3 separate regions of the Sus scrofa genome follow, and regions 1 and 3 are each linked to region 2. A link is a contact called in public HiChIP or PLAC-seq and promoter capture Hi-C data. All regions are on one chromosome and are shown on one strand. Each heading gives the region's core, a stretch centred on a gene start, on an enhancer-like site or on the middle of the called end of the contact. The rest is flanking DNA. Distances are from core to core; before and after follow the strand shown.

Region 1 (2,700 bases), core at 153-2,652, 200 kb before region 2:
TATGCTGAGGAAGTGAGGCAGAAAAAGGTGAATAACTGGCCCAAGATCAGACCTCAAGATCTGGGATTTGAAGCCAAGTCGGTGGCTTCCTCACCATGCACTTCCCACAAGAGAAGAGGAGAGACAGAGACCAGTGCAGCTCAGGACATCTGGGGAATTCGGTTTCTCTATCTGGCAGTCTGTTCTGTTCACATGGGCACACGAGAGGTTGTTACTACTTTCTGCCATGGAGAACTTTTTGGGCTCCATTCTCAACATGGAAGAGGAAGCAAAGTTAAGATAGGTTTAAAATAACCTACATTTGCAAAGAGCAAAACCATCAGTTTATCTCTTCTTCTTCTCTGTCTGCTTATCTTATCATCTGGTATGTTTCTGTCATTTCTAAAAATCAAGAGCATTTTTCACTATTTAAAGATGCATCAAGCTTTTATCATCCTTAGCCCCCCCACCCCCCTGGGATTCGAGCACTTCACTCCCATAGTTGGTGCGCGGGGTGGGGGTGGAGATGGGGGTGGTGCGGTCAGAGTGTCCTCTGCTTTCTAGTTCCTGAGCCTCAGCTCGTCCTTGCTAAACCCTCATCACACACCAAGCGGGGAGAAGAACCTCTTTCAAGCTCAGAGGCCAGTTTGGATTGGTTTCCACTCAAAAAGTCCAGGATCTGAACGTTGTAACCCCCTTCCCCAGGCACCCCTCGCACTGCTGCACGGCACCCCTCTTCAACCTAGTTACCTGACCGTGAGCTTGACCCGCAGGTATCGGTCCACGGCAATGGCTAGCAAGGACATGATGGAGGCGTGGGTGAAGATCAGCAGCAGGCAGGTCATGAGAAGGCAGCTATAAAAGTGGATCGTGACACCCAGGCTGACGACGATGGCCAAAGGCATGACCAGCACCCCAACAGCGATGTCAGCCAGGGCAAGGGAGACAATGAAATAGAAGGTGGTGGTCTTCAGGCTGGGGTTCAGCTTGACCACCCAGATGACCAGCACGTTGCCCACTATGGCGCAGAGCCCGATGAGAATCTCCACAGTGATGTAGGCCACACTGGCCAATGACACAGCAGTGCTGTTGACCAGCATCTTGCTCTCCAAGAGGAGCCTCCCAGGGGACAGATGTGCCCGCAGGATCCGCGTGGACCAGGGAGCCTAGCTCTTGCCCGACATCTTGCCAGAGTCCAGGGGCAGCAGCTGCAGTCCAGAACTCACCACTGGCCCATTCCTTCTCTGCGCTGGTGGAACCCCCTCTCTTGAAAGAGAGCCCATCACCGGGCCATCACTTCCAGCCCCGACATGGGCTACACGTCCCCGAGTTCCCAGAAGCCTGGAGGACAGTTCTGTGTGGGCCGAATGTGAAAGTGCCACGGCTCTCAGTTCCCCCACCTCCAGAGGGCTACTCGAGCTCCATCGAGATAAGCAGTGCTCTTCAGTGCTGTTTCAGGAAGTGAGATGGGCCAAGAGGAAGCCCAGAGCCAGGAGCCCTCGGCGAGAAGATGGAAAGAACGGGGTCGGGGTGGGGGGGGGATGTGTGTGGCATGAAGGAGGCTCAGCCTTCATTTACTCGGGGACCGGATAAGAATGTCACACTGGGTGGGAGAGGGGCTGGAGCACTGACTATGTCATGTTCTCGTTTTCTGCTAGCTTAGCAGAAAGATCCCGTGATAAGGACGTAAACAGAACATGCAGAGGAACAAGAAGTGGACATTGGTGGCAGGCTCTTAACCTCAGCCAGAATGGGCTGTTTCTGAGTGCAAGCTACAGACTGACAATCTGTGTCTACTCGAAGCTCACACGTTGAAATCTGCCCCTCAAGGTCAAGGCATTTGGAAGTGGGAGCTTTGGGAGGTTACAGGGTCATAAAAGGTCTTCATGAATGAGATTAGTGTCCCTTTAAGAGAGACCCACAGAGCTTTCTTGCCCCTTCCACCATCTATGTACAGGAAGTGGGCTCACACCAGACACGGGTTCTGCTGGGGACTTATCTTGGACTTCCCAACTTCCAGAGCTATAAGTAATAAATGTCTCTTGTTTCTAAGCCACTTAGTGTTGGGTATTTGGTTATATCAGCCCAGATGGATGACACAGTGCATAACGGCAAGTGCTGAGAATTCACCCACATGAATTGACCCTTCCCGGGGCACAGCTGGAACCCAGGCTTTGGATCAAAGATCTTTCGCCAAAGGGACAAATTAAGATGCCCTGTTTGGATGAGCAAAATGTGAACACCTCCCGTGAGCATCACATCTTTGGCGCCTCATCTCCCCTTCTCAGCCCACACACCCAGCACGCCCTCACGCTAGCAACCAGACCGTGTCAAAGCTATGTGAGGGACAAGAGGACAACAGGATGACCAGCCACACAGAAAGGAAGGAAGGGGCAACAGGTGCACATAATCGGGGCACACCTCCTGCCCTCCTGCCCCGAGCCCCGCCCTGCAGGAACAGCTGTCTGTCTGGGAATCTGACCCTCTCCCCGAAGCTGCTCACCTGGTCTCAACTGCTGGGAATGAGACCCTGGAATGCAGTTGTGTTGCAGGGTCCCTGAGGGTCACGTGCTTCTCAGTGCTGCCCCTCGAAGAGTTATTGAGAGAGACAGCCAAAGCAACAGTGGCACCCTAGCTCACACAGTGGACGGAAGAGTTTATAATATTGACGTTAAGCACCAATCTATGTACAGCCCAAAATAAAGTTTGACAATCATGCGA
Region 2 (2,700 bases), core at 19-2,518:
GGTGAGAAGAGGGCGTCCCCAAGAGAAACAAACTAAGAGAGACAAAAAAAAAAGAGGCGGCGGCAAAGACCTCAGAGGTCCGGGTTGACCGAGACGGGCGCGCGGACCCGGGGTGGGGCGGAAGGCGGGGGGAACACTTGCAAAATATCTGTCTGAATTCTGGTGGTTGAAGGAACAAGAGAGGTGGCAGCCGGGAGGGGCTGGGATATGAAGTCAGTGAGAAGCAACCTGCCCCCCACAACAGAGCCTCCAGCAGGCACCCTTCTTCCTCCTCGGGCGATTTCCACCCCACCCTCCCGCTCCCCCCGCCCCCGGTCCCAGACTGTGTCACTTCTCCCAGCGCCTGCACCCGGGCCTCCGCACGCTCCCTCCGCACTCCCCAAGTCCAGACCTGACATCTGGCTGGGCCTCCGCACTCCCGCCCGCGAGCTGCCAGGCGGCGCCCCTCCTCCCGCGCCGGGCCCTCCCCCGCGGGTCCAGCTGCCAGCCCCCTCCCCGCAGGCAGGCAAGCCCGGGCAGACAGCCTGCCCGGCCGGCCCCCGCAGCCGCGCCAGCCCTGCCAAGCCCGGCCGCCAGGACTGCTCCCCCCACCCCCGGAGGTGCCAGCTCCCCTCGAGAGCGCAGTCCCCGGCCGACCTCCGGTCCCGGGCAGAGATCGGCCCGCGCACCCTCCTCCCCCCGCTCCACGCAGCCCCCGCTGCGGGGCACCCGCGTCCCGCCCTTTCCGTGCGGGCGCTGGGTCCCACCGCATCTGCTTGTCTGCCTGTCTCCGGTGCGCCCTCTTTGCTCCCTCGGGGTCTCTGGGCACATTTCGGTCTGGGCTAGCTTTGCCCTCTCGGTCTTTCTCACTTGATCGTGACTGCTTCCCTCTCAAACAAGTCTCTGCTCCAAGTTTCCTCGCGATCCCTTTCCCTCTGGACAGGCCCCGCGCGCCGCGTCCCCTGCTCTCCGCACGTCGCGGTCCCGGGGCCTGGGCGGAGGCCAGGTACCCTTTGGGGCGGAGCAGCCCTCCCAATCCCGGTAGCCCGCTCCGCTCTTACCAGCTCCTGTTTGAGGCGGCGCAAATAGCAATCCATTTCCCTGCTCTTCTACCTCATGCGCCCATTGGCCGGGCTCGGCTCCACGAGAGTCCCGGAGTGGGGACACCAGTCCCACTGAAACTGCGCTCGGCAGTCTGCGCTCCGCAACTCTGAACGAGCCGAGTCTCTGCTCCCAGACCCAGACTCGGAGCTTCTTCCCCAGCTGCTCGCGGCGCGCGGTCCGAGCTGGGGGCGGAGGGAAAAGTGGGACAGCCTATGAGAATTCAGGGGGAGATGCCTTCAGCCAATGAGAAGGGCGCGCGGGGGACGCGGGCTGGGCTGCTGTGGGTGGACCCTGGGCGGGTGTGCGCACTGGGCCAGGGCCGCCGCTCCAGGAGGGCTGGCAGGGGCGGGGAGGGGGGCGAACACACCTGGTCCTGGCCAGCGCGGCGAGCAAATCGTGACTCCGGGCTGTACCGACGTCCCCCAACAAAGCACTTGATCCCCTGTTTAGTGATAAAGAGAGATCCCCGTCTTACGGGTGGGCAGTGGGTAAGGATCTCAGAAGCAGCTGAGCGAGCGCCTTAGTGTCCGTCCCAAATGCCACTCTGCAGCTCTTTTGCACCCTGAAGTGTTTAAAAAAAGTGGACTCCGAAAGTGTGGATTTACCTCACCGCCTAGTGCAGGATCTTCCCAGTTCACTCCTCACTCGCGGAGCGGAGAAGCCGCTGCTCCGTGCATTCATTCACTTATTTAACACCAAGTACTGTACTTCCAGGAAGGCTGTAGGTCTGGGGATACCGAATAAGACTGGTAAGGTCTCTGGTCCCAGGAACGTACCTGGGGCGGGGGAAGGTAATTAGATGAGACAAACAGTTTTTTTAAAAAATTAGGCGCTGTAATTTCAGGTAATGATTCTTTATGAAAACGCAAAACAGGGTAAGAAGATGGGGGCCGCTTACAATAGGATGGGCAGGGGTAAAGGATCAGGCGTTTTCTTCCCCAGTACTCTGGCGGCTTATCCCAACTCTTGCTTTAGCTACTTGCAAAGCTCTCTGTAAGGTCGGGGGAGCAAGAGAGGACTCAAGATGCCACGATTCTATTCAACAGACGCAGCCAAAGCATCAGAGGTCCTGTGGGCTGTGGCGTGGCGGCAGATGGACCCGAGAGGTGCCGCAGGCCGGCGAGAGCGCTCCACCCAGCCCAGCCTGGGACCCGCTACCCCGGCCTCCGCGCAGGTTTGGGCTGCGGTTCCCACCCTGTTCCCTGGGCGCCGTGCCACCTGGCCTGGCCCGCAGGGGGCGGTGTTGCAGGGCCCGAGATTAATTAGCGCAATTAGCGACGTGTTGTTCACGGTCATTAACAGGGAAAGTTTACCCAGGGCAGAATGTAGGGGTCTTGGAGGGAGACAGAACCGTGAAGAGGCGAGAGAAGACACGAAAGAGAAGGCAGAAGCTGCGTTCGTGTCAGCAAAGAGCGCCACTTCTGCTTGCCATTGAGAGGTGGGAGCGAAGGAGGGAGGGAGGCAGGATAAAAATGAACATCAGGAGTTCCCGTCTTGGCACAGTGGTTAACGAATCCGACTGGGAAGCATGAGGTTGCGGGTTCGGTCCCTGCCCTTGCTCAGTGGGTTAATGATCCGGCGTTCCTGTGAGCTGTGGTGTAGGCTGCATACGCGGTT
Region 3 (2,700 bases), core at 22-2,521, 180 kb before region 2:
TGTAGAACCTGGTGGGAAAGGAGCCTCCGAGAGCACAGGAGTGATGGGAGGATAAAAGACATACATGGACCAGCTCGTGAGTGTGCGCGTGTGCGTGTGCACACATGCGCGCGCATGGCCTCGATGCCGTGACATCTTCCCTCCTTCTCCGCCCCTATTTGCTCTCCCATCACTTTCTGCTCATCTAGGAGCCAGAGTATAAAGACAATGAACAGTCAAGACTCTCTAGAAGGAAAACACAACACAGCTGTCAGGAAACCCAGGGACCTGAATGTCAAGGGAACACCCAGCTCACAGGAAATTATAGTGTCAGGCTCTCAGGACTACATTCGGGAGCCTGGCTCGGCTCCCCATCAGCTTCATGGTTCAACCTTTCTGTCCCACGATTTCCCCATTTGTATTTCTTAATATATTTTTAGAGCCACACCCACAGCATATAAAAGTTCCCAGGCTAGGGGTCCAATGGAGCTACAGCTGCCAGCCTACACCCCAGCCACAGCAATGCAGGATCCGAGCCACATCTGCAACCTACACCACAGCTCTCAGAAACGCCGGATCCTTAACCCACTGAGCGAGGCCAGGGATCAAATCTGCCACCTCATGGTTCCTAGTCCGATTCGTTTCCGCTGCGCCATGACGGGAACTGCTGATTTCCTCATTTTTAAAATGACGAAGATAACATCCATTTTACCAAGTCATTTTGAGGCTGAAATGAATTAACCTTCGTCAAACACCCCCACCAGTGCCTGACACCAGAAAAGCTCTGAGTAAATGTCACCTATTATTATCATTGTATTTAAATGTACTCTACTCCCCCACCTCTAAACCCCAGTTTCCTTTTGTGTCAACTCCAGAAAGCTTCATCTGTTGAAAGAGAAACCGCAGAAAAACTATCACAGAGGTCTAGCAGAAGAAACAATTTATCATTTTTAGAAATTTTGCCGGAAGAGAGGGTCTGAGCCATTTCAGGGACCATCTGATTAGATCCTGCAAAGCAAGAGGCACAGAGATCCCTCTGGACTTTTGAAATCAGATGGGCATTTATTCAACACATTCCTGCACGGGGTAGTTTACAAGATGAAACTAACACGGCCAAGGGACCCAGCAATCCAGGAACTTCCCACTTAAAATGGTCATCAGAGGCAGGACTAATGTCAAGGTGAATTGAAGGTCAGGTCTTGAATGTTCCTTGTTTTACTGAAAGTCATGATTCACATACTCACTGAGGCTTCATGCTACTTGAAGGCTGATCACTCCTGGTCAGGATGTACTTGTTTTCTAGACGTTACCACATGAGACTGACTAGTATTTCCTTCTCCAGACCGATGTGTCCTGTGGGGTGTCTCCAAAAGAGGAGAATCAAAAAGGAATAAAAACGAGGCTGGCCGTGGAGCCATAGAAATCCAGCTGTCTTCTCCCAGCTTCTGGACACACAACGGCTTCATTGTGTATGGAGAAAAAAAAAAAAAAAAATGGAACTGAAGCTTTCCTGCAAGCATTTTTGAACTTGGACCTCCAGTGCATAGATTAGCAGAGCCAGCTCCCAGCCCAGGCACCCCCTCCTCTTCTCCTCTCCTCTCCATCTTTGCAAGAGAATTCAGTTCCATTTAAGTCCAAGGGACACGGCAAAAACAGCCCTCCAAACAGCACTTCCATTTTTGGCAATGGGATCCTTCAGACAGTGAGCAATAGCCCTTCAGCTCGCAGGCCCTTCAGATTCTGAACCTTGTACACGAGTTTCCTCTGCTCACTTCAGAGATGGGCCTAAAGAGGTGGGGTTCACTCTGCAGTCATTTTTTAAGGCAAAAAACCCACACATACCAGCAAAAGGAACGGAGTCACTGATTTTTAACACCAGAAGGACATTGTCCAGCACCAATCAACGCTCCCATTTTTCAGATGAAGAAACTGAGGCCCAAGAGGTTAACAACTCAAGCAGCACTTTGAGAGGCATCCCCAGGACAAACCATCTTAGGACACTGGAGAGGCTACAAGCCACGCCCTCGTCACCCTATTTACTTGCATTATTAACTTGCTATTAACACATACGAGTCAATTGTTTTATCGTCAGTCCTGTACTCAGGAAAAGGAAGCAAAACTTAACACTATAAGAGTTCATAGGGGCTGGTTATTTTTCTTTTCCCTGAATTCACCACATCTCTCATACACCTCATCCCTGGCCATGAAATAATAAAGCATTCTTTTTGTCACTTTGGTTCAAACTTTTAGTCACGGTCATGACTTTTTGACGCACCGAGCGCTGTTAATTATTCCTTTGAATGGTTCGTCTATCTCTCAGCGGACATTTATCATCTGCTGTGAGCCAAGAACTATCCCTTTCCACCGGGATACCTTCCTTTGCTCTGTGTTCCTTCTGTCCTCACCGCAATCCCAGGTTTTATCCCCTTCCAACTGATTAGCATTTGCAAGAACGACCGGGCTGCCTCCAGACCAACTTCTCTGTCTCCAACATGTCAAGACTGATGAATTTCCCTTGAACGATTCCTGGTCCTGCTGGCCTTCGGCTCCTCGGCCTACAGCTGCTTTCTTCCTATTATGCGCCAACGCAGGTCCGATTTCTTCCCCCTGGTTTTCACACTTTCCTGTAATCACCTTAGCGCTCCCAATATATTTCCCCACTATTCTCACCTAACTCTTCCTGAACTGATGAGATGTCACGCATCCTTCAAGGCCTGGGGT

What was found. Promoter capture Hi-C pulls out the DNA fragments that hold promoters and counts their contacts. HiChIP or PLAC-seq counts read pairs in DNA pulled down with a chosen protein or histone mark.
Region 1: a contact with region 2 is called in a promoter capture Hi-C map of fetal skeletal muscle, with 10 times the contacts expected there. The contact joins the promoter of ADORA3 here to the promoter of FAM212B in region 2. A contact is called at or near these places in 4 of 5 promoter capture datasets (fetal skeletal muscle, liver and skeletal muscle), 4 of 47 Hi-C or Micro-C datasets (blood, embryonic fibroblasts, heart right ventricle and 1 more) and 2 of 2 datasets of contacts at active chromatin or transcription factors (alveolar macrophages and skeletal muscle).
Region 3: a contact with region 2 is called in an H3K27ac HiChIP or PLAC-seq map of alveolar macrophages. The contact joins the enhancer-like site here to the promoter of FAM212B in region 2. A contact is called at or near these places in 4 of 5 promoter capture datasets (fetal skeletal muscle, liver and skeletal muscle), 4 of 47 Hi-C or Micro-C datasets (blood, embryonic fibroblasts, heart right ventricle and 1 more) and 2 of 2 datasets of contacts at active chromatin or transcription factors (alveolar macrophages and skeletal muscle).

The regions. Positions count from the first base shown.
Region 1 is chr4:108,853,002-108,855,701 of Sscrofa11.1, reverse strand. ADORA3 (adenosine A3 receptor) reads right to left here and starts at 1,402. Exons shown (of 2, transcript NM_001243435.2): 1 at 730-1,402. The coding sequence starts at 1,079. All of the region lies in intron 2 of TMIGD3 (transmembrane and immunoglobulin domain containing 3), which reads right to left.
Region 2 is chr4:108,649,234-108,651,933 of Sscrofa11.1, reverse strand. It overlaps FAM212B (PAK4-inhibitor INKA2), which reads right to left and starts at 1,268. Exons shown (of 2, transcript XM_021090027.1): 1 at 1,041-1,268. The coding sequence starts at 1,076.
Region 3 is chr4:108,831,727-108,834,426 of Sscrofa11.1, reverse strand. The region is part of intron 2 of TMIGD3 (transmembrane and immunoglobulin domain containing 3); the gene reads right to left. Among named protein-coding and RNA genes, the nearest start is that of TMIGD3, 19 kb to the right of the region's middle. Within about 2 kb of position 1,271, at least 30 of the 83 cell types and tissues checked have an H3K27ac peak or open chromatin away from gene starts, as enhancers often do. A contact at or near this core is called in alveolar macrophages, fetal skeletal muscle and liver, where this site is marked.